Regions from separate parts of the Mus musculus genome. Here region 2 is linked to region 1. A link is a contact called in public HiChIP or PLAC-seq data. All regions are on one chromosome and are shown on one strand. Each heading gives the region's core, a stretch centred on a gene start, on an enhancer-like site or on the middle of the called end of the contact. The rest is flanking DNA. Distances are from core to core; before and after follow the strand shown. Region 1 holds the start of Osm (oncostatin M). Region 2 overlaps Hormad2 (HORMA domain containing 2).

The links. HiChIP or PLAC-seq counts read pairs in DNA pulled down with a chosen protein or histone mark.
Region 2: a contact with region 1 is called in an H3K4me3 HiChIP or PLAC-seq map of bone marrow-derived macrophages, with 3 times the contacts expected there. The contact joins the enhancer-like site here to the promoter of Osm in region 1. A contact is called at or near these places in 5 of 39 promoter capture datasets (3T3-L1-derived adipocytes, the HPC-7 cell line, frontonasal cranial neural crest and 2 more), 1 of 15 datasets of contacts at CTCF or cohesin (the NIH/3T3 cell line), 8 of 115 datasets of contacts at active chromatin or transcription factors (the 230-238 cell line, the SCID.adh cell line, bone marrow-derived macrophages and 3 more) and 3 of 9 other capture datasets (adipose tissue, liver and pancreatic islet).

Annotation. Positions count from the first base shown.
Region 1 is chr11:4,234,626-4,239,975 of GRCm38.p6, reverse strand. Osm (oncostatin M) reads right to left here and starts at 3,191. Exons shown (of 3, transcript NM_001013365.2): 1 at 3,063-3,191; 2 at 1,434-1,570; 3 at 1-590. The coding sequence starts at 3,093.
Region 2 is chr11:4,398,047-4,403,396 of GRCm38.p6, reverse strand. The region is part of intron 10 of Hormad2 (HORMA domain containing 2); the gene reads left to right. Among named protein-coding and RNA genes, the nearest start is that of Hormad2, 40 kb to the left of the region's middle. Within about 2 kb of position 2,671, at least 30 of the 459 cell types and tissues checked have an H3K27ac peak or open chromatin away from gene starts, as enhancers often do. A contact at or near this core is called in the HPC-7 cell line, the NIH/3T3 cell line, bone marrow-derived macrophages and 1 more, where this site is marked.

The DNA.
Region 1 (5,350 bases), core at 1,942-4,441:
GAAGGTCTGATTTTGCGGGATCCCTTGCGCCGGACCCAGATTCTGCGGGTTCCCTTGCGCCGGACCCGGATTCTGCGGGTTCCCTTGTGCCGGACCCGGATTCTGCGGGTTCCCTTGCGCCGGGCCCGGAGCGGGCTCTGTCTCCGGCTGCGTGTGGAGCCATCGTCCCATTCCCTGAAGACCCTCCCCACTGAGCCCATGAAGCGATGGTATCCCCAGAGAAAGCCACAGCTGCCTATCTTGGTATTAAAGACATCTGGTGTTGTAGTGGACCGTGAGGCCCCAGAGTCTGTCTGTGTGGGCTCAGGTATCTCCAGGGAGTGGTTGAGCAGCCGGGCCATGCAGAAAACATTGTTCCTTATGCCGAGGATATTGTGCCGGGCACTGTCCAGCTTTGGAAAAGCCGGAGTCTTCAGAAATTTCTGTCTTAAAGCATCCAGTTGGTACAAGACTCTGTCCAGTGTGGTGTACACAGTGCTCAGGAAGTGAGGCTTGCTCAGTTGCCGGAGTGTGTCCTCACTGGGGAAGGCCACAGAGTGCTGGGTGCAGGCAGCTCTCAGGTCAGGTGTGTTCAGGTTTTGGAGGCGGATCTGAGGAAGGAAGAGATGGAGGAATGCATGACAAAACCCCTCAAACACAGAGAAACCCGTCTTGGCTGCCTTTAAAACACAAGCTCTAGCGGGGCGTGGTGGCACAGGCCTTTAATCCCAGCACTTGAGAGGCAGAGGCAGGTGGATTTCTGAGTTCGAGGCCAGCCTGGTCTACAGAGTGAGTTCCAGGACAGCCAGAGCTACACAGAGAAACCCTGTCTCGAAAAAAACAAAAACAAAACAAAAACAAAAAAACAAAAAACAAAACAAACAAAAAAACACAAGCTCTTGTATGATCTTCCCAACAAAGAGATGGAAAAAAAAAACAACAAAACAAAAACCAAGGTATGAAGAGAAATCTGACGCCAGCAGAGATGGGCAGGAGGGCTGTCAGGGCCCTGGGGTGACTGTGCTTGCAGTGGATAGAGTGAGGGTCCCTAGGTGTGGTGGGGGCTGCAGGAGCCCTGACAGGTTCACTCACTGCTGCATCTGGGAACCTAGAACCAAATGCCAAACTTTCCAGACAGTCAGGAAATGGAGTTGGGGCCGGGCGGTGGTGGTGGTGGTGGTGGCGCACGCCTTTAATCCCAGCACTCGGGAGGGAGGCAGAGGCAGGCAGATTTCCGAGTTCGAGGCCAGCCTGGTCTACAAAGTGAGTTCCAGGACAGCCAGGGCTACACAAAGAAACCCTGTCTCGTAAAACCAACTGGGAGCGGAGCAGCTCTGCCGTCCCTAGAATGCCTCAGTTTCCCCTCCTGCCCCTTCCTGGTCCTCCATGTGTTCACTCTCTCACTAGTCCCCAAGATTCTCTGAGGTTCAGGTACCCTAAGGGCTGAGGCTTACATAGGGCTCCAAGAGTGATTCTGTGTTCCCCGTGAGGTTCGCCTGATTCTGCAGCTGGCTGAGGAGCTGAGAGGAAGAGTTGGAGCAGCCACGATTGGCCAGTGCCATGCTCAGGATGAGGAGACTGAGGGTCAAACCTGGGCAGAGAAGAGCGCATCAGTTACCTGACTGGTGGTTGTCCAGCCCAGGGGAGGAGCTGGGCACACAGTAGGGTCTGGGTTTGCACAGAAGCACTCACTGGGGCTACCACCTTCCACCATAAACCAAACAGGGTGAAGGAGATGGTGGTGGCTGCAATTTCCCTGCAGCTCTTCGGGGAGAGGTTGGGTTGTAGCCTCCAGCATCCCTGTCCTGACTTTATGGCATAACGAACAGACAAGAGAGTCCTCTATAAGATATCTGGCCTCATACAAGGGTTAGCTCTGTCCTAAGACTGACAGGTTAAGTTCCTGACTACTTTATAGACCTTAACATTCCCTGTAGGCAGAATAGAGTTGACCAGGGGTCTGTCCTGAGGTGCAGCCCCAGGGCAGCAGGTCACCTAAGCTCTTTTCACAGAGCCAGAAAAAGCACCTCTCCACTCACTGGGCCAGCCAGTGCTGACGGCCATTCTGCTGAAAGGTGAGCAAGATGCGAGAGGAAAGCCTGTCCAGGTCACCCATGCTCAGCACTCGCCCTGCCCTTCCTGCCACCGACACACGAACCCCTAACACACGCACACACCAGGACTGCTGGGAGCCCAGGAGAAGGTTGTAGGGGTGAGGGCAGATGATCATAGTTCCAGCTCGCAGGCCCCCACCCTCACAGGCACCGGCAGCCACGTGGTCGGAAGGGGCCTGTGGTGCAATGGCCCGGAAGGCTACGACACCATCCTTCCCTTCCTACAAACCAACCAGCCCCACCCCACCCCACCCCCTCGCCCCTGGGGAGGGCCTGTAGCCCAGGCGTGCCAACCACAAGTCCCCTCCCCATCTTCCCCCGTGTCTGCAGCTACACTGCCAGTGAGGGTCCACAGCGAGCTTGTAACAGGTGCACATGGACCAGTGCCTGTGGGGGTGTGCCCGTAGACCTAGGTGAGGCACTGCAGTACCTGCCCCGGTCACCGGGGGTTCTGGTCTGCAGGTGAGACTTCCTACCTTACTGAGAGGGAGGACCTGTTCCCACATAGATGGCTCTGCTTGCCTGTCCCCGTGTGGGTGTGGCTGTATGAGTGGCGGGATGATCTAAGGACCTCTGGCTTGGCTGACTTTGCATCTGCCCCAGACCCCGAGAATTGAATCAGAGCAAGAAGTGAGCCCCTTGCTCCATTTCCGCGCAGATCTGGAACTTCCTTCTCTGCTCATCCCCTACCTGCCTTGGGCTTCTCCAGACTCTTCTCACTCTTTCTCCTCTTCCCTCATGCCCTGGTCCCCGGCATGGTCTCTCTCACGCCTCCCTCTGGAATACCTTCCAGAAATACTACGTTTCCACCTGTGGCTATGCTGGGGTCTCAGTGGATCCCTGCCCTACTAGTTCTCCCTCTCGTCCACATCCTTCACTTGATCTACAGCTCCCAAGGGCAGAGGGTGCCTACAGCAGCCAGTTGGCCCAGCTGCGCCCTGGGATGGTAGAAAGGAAGGAAGTACTTACTGAGCAGTGTTCTTAGAAGCCGTGTCTGCATACTGGGTCCTGGTACTCTGGCCCGTGCCTCTCAGGGGTGACACAGCTTGGCTGGGTGTCCTGCAGGCTGGCAGCCACTTTATGCCCGACGGGGCGATTGGCCAACATCTCGTGAGGTGGGTGGGGAGGGGGAGGGGGAAGGGCAGGCCTTCTGGGAACATGACCCCAAAAACCAAAGTCTCCCCAGGCGGCCAATGGGCGCCATGCGCCATGACATGCCCGCTCCTCCTCCCGTTTTCTTCGAATTCGTTCTTCGAGGTCAGCCCCACGCCCAAGGATGATGTAAACCGCAGCCTCAGCCTTCTTGGGGTGAGCGGGCAGCACGGGGGTCCGTATCATCTTCAGGGATCAGTCCAGGGGTCAGAGCACGACTTGCAAGGGAGGCCACCCCTGGTCCAGAAACTACCAACCTCCTAGGACACGAAGGTTTAGGGCTAAAGGGAGCCAGACATCTTCCTTGTTGAGTGCCCTTCCCACCCTCTCGCTTGGGCTGTCGGGACATCTGTGAGCGGAAACCACCAGGCTCTGGGCACAGAGCCAGACTTGGGCCCCAAAGATTGTGCCTCTAATCCCAGGTCAGCATCTTCTAGCCCAACTCATTTCCATTGTCTCTATTAACTGTCCTCGCCCAGCCTTCCCAATCCCAGATCCTCTCTCTGTAGACAGGGTCCTTTAGGACCCTTGGAGCAAGAGAAATTAGAGAACGGGTTCAAAGCTTGTGACACGCTGTGTCGCTGTGTTGTCTGAGGCAAGTCACTCAGCTACTTTGAGCCCCACCTGAGAAAGCGAGAGAGAAAAGCACTCCTTGGTTCACCCCTCAAGGTCACTGCCAACATGGACATAAAAGGCAAAAAAGCCTTTGAAGAAAAAAGAAAAGACTAGGCTTGAATTCCAAGTACTGGTTTTCAGGGGATGGGATGGAGGGGGCGGGGGAGACCGGGAAGCTGTGAGCTCAGAGGGGAAGCTGGAGGGAGGGGTGGGGGAGCTGCGACAGTTGGACACAAGGTTTCACTTTCTCTGAAAGATAGCGATCCATCATGGGTGGGTCTTCTGCTTCTCCGCACTGAGGGACTGAGGCCCAGGCTGAGCCAGATCCACAGGCCATGCTTGGAAGCCACAGCACATCTGCCAAGCTAGAATGAGCATCCTTAGGCTGTACCTGCTGTTGGCCCTCATATATTCATTCAACAACCCCCCCACTCCCTATCCAGGAGGCGACTGTGCCCCCATCCACATATTCTCTGCACCTAGCAGAGTGTCCCCCTTGTTAGCAACTCCCCAGTACAGTCTAGACTAGATCCTTCTGAAGTCTTCATTTCCTCCTACTGAATTTCTTACCTCTGCCCACTCCAGGGTGCTGTTCCCTAGGGCCCTGGTCAGGGATCCTTCTGCATTTCATATCCGTGATGTCATCCTGGGACAGTCCCTATACCCCTACACTCAAGCTCTCACTGTGATAAGGAGACAGAGGGAAGCTCCAAGCAGCCCCAGATCTAGCCGGAGAGTGTTATGTCGTGCTTCTCGGAACCCATATGTTGGCAAGAGACCCTCCTTCACCTCAGTTGTTCCTTCCTCTCTCCCATGGACCATACACTACCTCCTCTGTTTAGAATAAAGGTGCCAAGGGGTGACTTGCCCTGTTGGAGGACACCTGCACAGTTGGGGGAGGTGTCCAGAGCCGGATGGCGTGGTACACATTTGTAATCTCTATTTCTCTAGAGGCTGAGACAGGACTGTGCATCAGAGGCCAGCCTGGGATAGACAAGGGGACTGATCTCAAAGCAAAATCAGGAGCTGGGCATACAGTCTCAAATAAATAAATAAATAAATTCAATTAAATAAAGTCAAAGGGAATAAATTCAATTAAATAAAGTCAAAGGGGCTGCCACGTCAACCTAGGCCAGCGCCTAGCCTCAGAGCTTAACACCCTGAGGGTTTCCTCCTACTACAGAAAAGGAGAGGAAGAAAGGAAGAGCGTGCATTTATTTACCTGGTGTCTGAAGGCATGTCTTAGCTGGGGGCCAGAGGGTTGTGCTGGACAGGCCACTGGGACTAAGGTCAAGAGCAAGGCTTGTGTGCATATTTATTTCCCGGAACTATCAAAATGGGAGGGCCTCTGCCCAAAGACACCAAAATCTGCAGAAGCCGCAGACCCTTCTAAAAATTGTGTGGTGTGTGCATGGAACCTCCACAGGGCCTCCTGTAGACAGCATCCTTCCCTAGATGGCAGATCATGTAAAACATGGTGTTATTGGGGA
Region 2 (5,350 bases), core at 1,422-3,921, 160 kb before region 1:
CCAAGCGCTTGTGCCGAGGTCCACACAGCTGCTTTGCATCTTCATCCACTTTGGCGATTTCTATCATTTTTATCAGGTATATTTTGTATGCTGAGCATATTTCATCTTGTTAGGGATAAGCATTCTAGTGGGTGGCAGTGATGAGTTGTTGTGGTTTTCATTTTTGTTTCCCTTCTGAATAGTGAAAGTCAGCACACTTGTCTGACTCACTGATGTGTAGGAATTCTACAGATACATTCTGTAGAGAAGTAATCCTCCAAAACAAGTGTATAGTAAATATCTTAACTTCATAAATGTCCTTTTCACTGTTTTATAGAGATATTTTATGAACAGTTCTTTTTTTTTAGAGGAATATAAAACAATTTCTTGACTGCTGTTCACCATTATTTACAACAAAGTATACAATATGCAGTTGAATAGCATTTGGTAATATGAAATGATTTTCTTGGTGTCTATTGAATCAGTAATCAAGAACTGGAAAGGAATGAGTCAGGGTAAAGAAAAAATGTACAGGTCAATAATTTATACCAAAATTTTGAACAGAAGTTTCTAATTTTAGAAGAATTCAACTTGTTAGTCTTTTCAAGCGACATTCAGCAGAATGAAAAGTATTTAGAATACTTCTTAAGAAACGTTTGTTAAGGACCCTTCGTTAGACAAGGGTTCAGTGCCCTTTTTGGGCTCTGTGGGCACTACACACACATACACAGAAAAATAATTTTTAAATACTTAAAGAAAAGAAATTCTAGTCTACTCCAGAGCTTACAGAGGCATACTCTGTGTCCTTCTCTAAAGGGACAGTAACCTAGCAGTAACCACAGGGAAAGAAGTTTTGTTTAATTATGGTGGAGTGTGCACATATGAGACACTGGCTTCAGTTTGCCTTAGTGCTGGGATAGGAGTGAAGGGAAACAGAAACAAAGATCACCATAAATATATATATATACATACACACACATGTATATACACATATACACATATGCATGTGAACATATGAGTACCTGGCCTTTTTCTCAGTCACTTTTGGCTATACTTGGAGTTATTTATGATGCTTTCACAGATTGGGAATCTATTATGTTTCTGTAGTTGTTTGCCTCTTTTCCATCTGGTGCTATTTATTTGAGTCCCTTTATTATTATATATGCCCCAAATCAGTATTTTTTAAAAAGTTAGGTTTTGATTGTGCTGTTCACATCTATTGCTTCTCTTTTCTTTTACTCATGGTTTCTTTTCTGTTTGTTTTCTCCCTGACCACACATTGATCTTCCCACCCATGTGCAGACGTGCATACCTATAGGGTCCTCACAGTACCATTGGTGTACAGATGTACACATCTGTCTTAGTCACTGTGAAGACACTGTGACCAAGGCAACTCTTGTAAAAAGAAAGCATTTAAATGGGGACTTGCTTACAGTTTCAGAGGTTTAGTCCATCTTGATGGGAGTATGGTGGCTTGCAGTCAGGCACTGGAACAGTAGCTAAGAGCTAGCTACATCCTGATCTGTAGGTGAGAAGACTTTAGACTTGGCATGGGCTTTTGAAACCTCAAAGCCCAAAGACACTTCCTCCAACAAAGCCACGCCTACTTATTGGTCTAATTCTTTTCAAATAGTGCTAGTCCGTGCTGACTAAGCATTCAAGTATATGACCCTATGGAGGCCATTCTCATTCACACCACCACAGTACCTACAAGTCTCTATCAATGCACAGACTTGTATTCCCTATAGGTCCCTCATTTTACTCTCTAAATGGAATTTCAATCATTTTCCTCTCAGGCTTACTATCTGTGGCACTAGGCACTGCCACTCTTCCAAACAACCAAGATGTTTAACCTCCATCCTCTCCTTACTCCTCACATCCTTTTGGATCGTGTTTCAGTCCGCTCTGTTTTGAAATACTTCTCAAGCCCGGCCCTATCCGACCATGCTGACTCAGGCCGTGAGGCTTTCTTGGTGAGTAACAGCTACAGTTCCTGACTGGGTCTCTCTAACATTCAGTCTGTCTTTCAGAGTGCCAGGAATGAAGGTATTTATCATTCTCAAATACTTCAAATAGTATTGTTTGTGTAATTTCAAGAGGCATAAAGATGCAGTGTATGAAAATAGCAGTTGTGAGCAGAGCAGAGGTAGGGAAGAGGGTAATGTGATAAAGCTCTTTGGCTGCTTTCGGTGGTAAGAATGGAACCAGGCCTTGTGCATGCTAGGCTTGTGTTCTATTACTGACTATAGCTACAGCCTGAAAGAGCTTTTTAAAACAATACAATTAACAACATTAAAGTAATTGAAAATTCAGATCTTTCAACTGTCCTTATATCTTATCAATACAAATTTTAACTTTGTATGCCCCATTCTTTTCAGTATTTTTCAATGGATATATTTATTTGTATATTATTTCAATAATGGTATATATAATTTCATTTTTATTTAGCAATAATTTTGTAAATATGTCCTACCTAGCCTTTATATGTAAAGTTCAATGACTTTTTGGTTCATTTAGGTTCATATCATTTCTCTATTTTTAAATATTTCGGTTGTCATACGTGAATGTTGAGCATTCCCCAGTACTTTACATTTAATGGCTTGGTTCCCAGGCTTGCACTATTGAGGACAGATGAAGCCTTTTAGGAAGTGGAACCTAGTAAGAGGCCTGGTAGCCAGGAAGCATGTCTTTGAAAATTAGCTTCTTCCTTCTCCCTTTTGCTTCCTGGTGATAAAGTCAGCAGTTTGTCCTGACACATACTCCCACTATGGTGTCCTGTCTTGTCACAGGCCCAAAGCAGTGGGCCAGTCAGTCAGGAACTCCAAAGCTATAAATCAACTATTTCTTAGTGACAAAGAGCTGACTAATGTGTAGGCTAATTTCTGATAATGCTATTATAAATAGCATTACAATAAATACCTTGCAAGTGTGACACCTCCTTTCCTTACCTTCTATTGGATTAACAGTAGCAGGAGTGAAATATACATATTTTTGAAATTTGTATAGAGTTTGGATGAATATTATCAATATATGATAATATTCAGAAACTTCCAGTTTTTCCACCTCCTAAGGATGGCATTTTTGATAATGATAGCTACTTGATAAAAAGGGGTAGCTCCCCATCACCAGCTCTGGTTACATCTATTACATGCATACATAGACATATATAATATGTACATATTATATATACATATAAAATACATGCGCACATATGCTTTTGTTCAAGATAGAGTATAGATGACTGTCTTTAGGATATTACAAAAACCAACGATTCAGGGAGTTGGCTGAGCTAAATTGATCTCTGAGATCTCTTTCATGCTCAGATTTACTGGGCTGTATTAAGACTGGTACCTTGAAAACAAACAAACAAAAACCAAAAAATAATGGTGTCTTGGCCAGACAATGGTGGCTCATGCCTTTAATCCCAGAACTTGGAAGCCATAGTTAGGTGGATCTGTGAGGTCAAAACTAGCCTGGTCTACATAGTGGGTTCCAGGACAGCTAGATTCATGTGGAAAGATCTTGTCTCACAAAACACAAAACAAAAACAAACAAAAAAAGATGCCTTGCTGTGAGGAAAACGATACAGAAGATGTAGTTTTTGCTCTGAGAACTAACTGAAGACACAGCAAGTATATGTTATGAGAATATTAGAGACGATGTGAATGACAGAAAGTTTTCCTATTTTTATGGTCTCACCATATAGCTCTGTCTACCCTGGAACTCACTATGTAGGTTAGACTATTCTCAAATTACAGGATCTTTCTGCCTCTGCCTCCAAGTTGCTGGAACTAAAGGTGTGTCCCAGCATGCTCAGCCTTTTCCTCAGTTTGTTAAGGTAGAAGGTTAAGCTGAGATTTTGGGTATAACCCAGGCTTGCCTGGAAGTAACTCACTGTGTGTCCAGGCTGGCCTTGACCTGAAGATCCTGCTACCTCAGTTTTCAGCCATTCCTTTTTTTTTTTTCCTTTTGCTTCTGTGGATTGATTTAACCCAGGATCTTATGTATGTTAAACATACACCTTATCATTCATGTCCCAACTCATTTTTTCTTTTTCTTTTTAAAGATTTATCTATTTTTATTTTGTATATGTAAGTATTTTGTCTGCATGTACATTTGTGCACCACATACATGAAATGCATGCAGAGACCATCAGAGTGCATCCGATCTCCTGGTACTGGATTTACAGACAGCTGTGAGGCACTATGTGAGTGTTAGGAACCAAACTAGGTCCTCTGAAAGAACACCTTTTAACCACTAAGCCATCTCTTTCCGTCCCCCCTTTTCCTTAATGTGTGTATTTATAGTATTGGTGATCAGAAATAAAATTGAGATGTAGAGACCTAATTTTCAGGCAGTCTTTTTAACTAGATAGAGAAAGGGGGCTACAAAACAGGAACAATGCTCGCTATAGGATATCCAGTTGCCAAGCAACGGAGAAGAACAGGCATTGTATTTGAATTGTTGGAATGATCAGCACTCTGGCCATTTTCATTAGATATGAGGATGGATTTTGAGGAAATCTCTTACTAGGACTTGAGATATGGTAGAACACTTACCTAGATGCACAGACCCTGAGTTTGATCTTTAAGCAGCACACACAGCACAACACACACACACACACACACACACACACACACACACACACACACACACACACACACACACACACAATCTCTACATGATCTCTTTCTTTAGTGTAAGGAATTTCCTGTGTAAACAGATGAGTGATCACTTTGTCACAGCAGGTATCTAAGCATTACCCTGGATCCAGTGGTTTGTTGCTATTTTCCTTCTATGATAAGGAGACAAAGGGTGGGCATATATTATCATTAGCAAGAGAGGAAGCGACTCTTGGTGGGTTACAGGTCTATGAATTGTGGATTAGGACTGTGAGAACCTGTGTTTGTTGTCCCCTATTTCTACTTCCTTCCCCCTTGAGGTTTTCTTTCTCTGTAGTCCTAAGGGAGTTCTGAAGAGTGGAGGCTTGTGCTCCAGAACTGCTCAGAACTGATTTGGGACTGTTTGCTTTATCTATTAGAGGAATGGAATGTCTTTTTCCAGTGGGACATAGTATTTGCATCAGGCATCTAATATGGATTAAAAGCTGCAGGCAGAATATCAGCTTGACTTGGAATTGACAGAGTCTAGAAAATGAAGACTACAGTTTATCAAATACACACAGATCAACAATTAGCAGTGGACTAATAGTGACTAATGGCTCCTATCATGGTAGAAGCCAGCATTTGGTATAATCCTTTCATAGATCTTTTGGTTCTCTGTGTGCAGCCCACATAGGATCCGGCAAGATTTTTTTTTTTTTTTTTTCCGAGACAGGGTTTCTCTGTAGTCCTGGCTGTCCTGGAGCTCA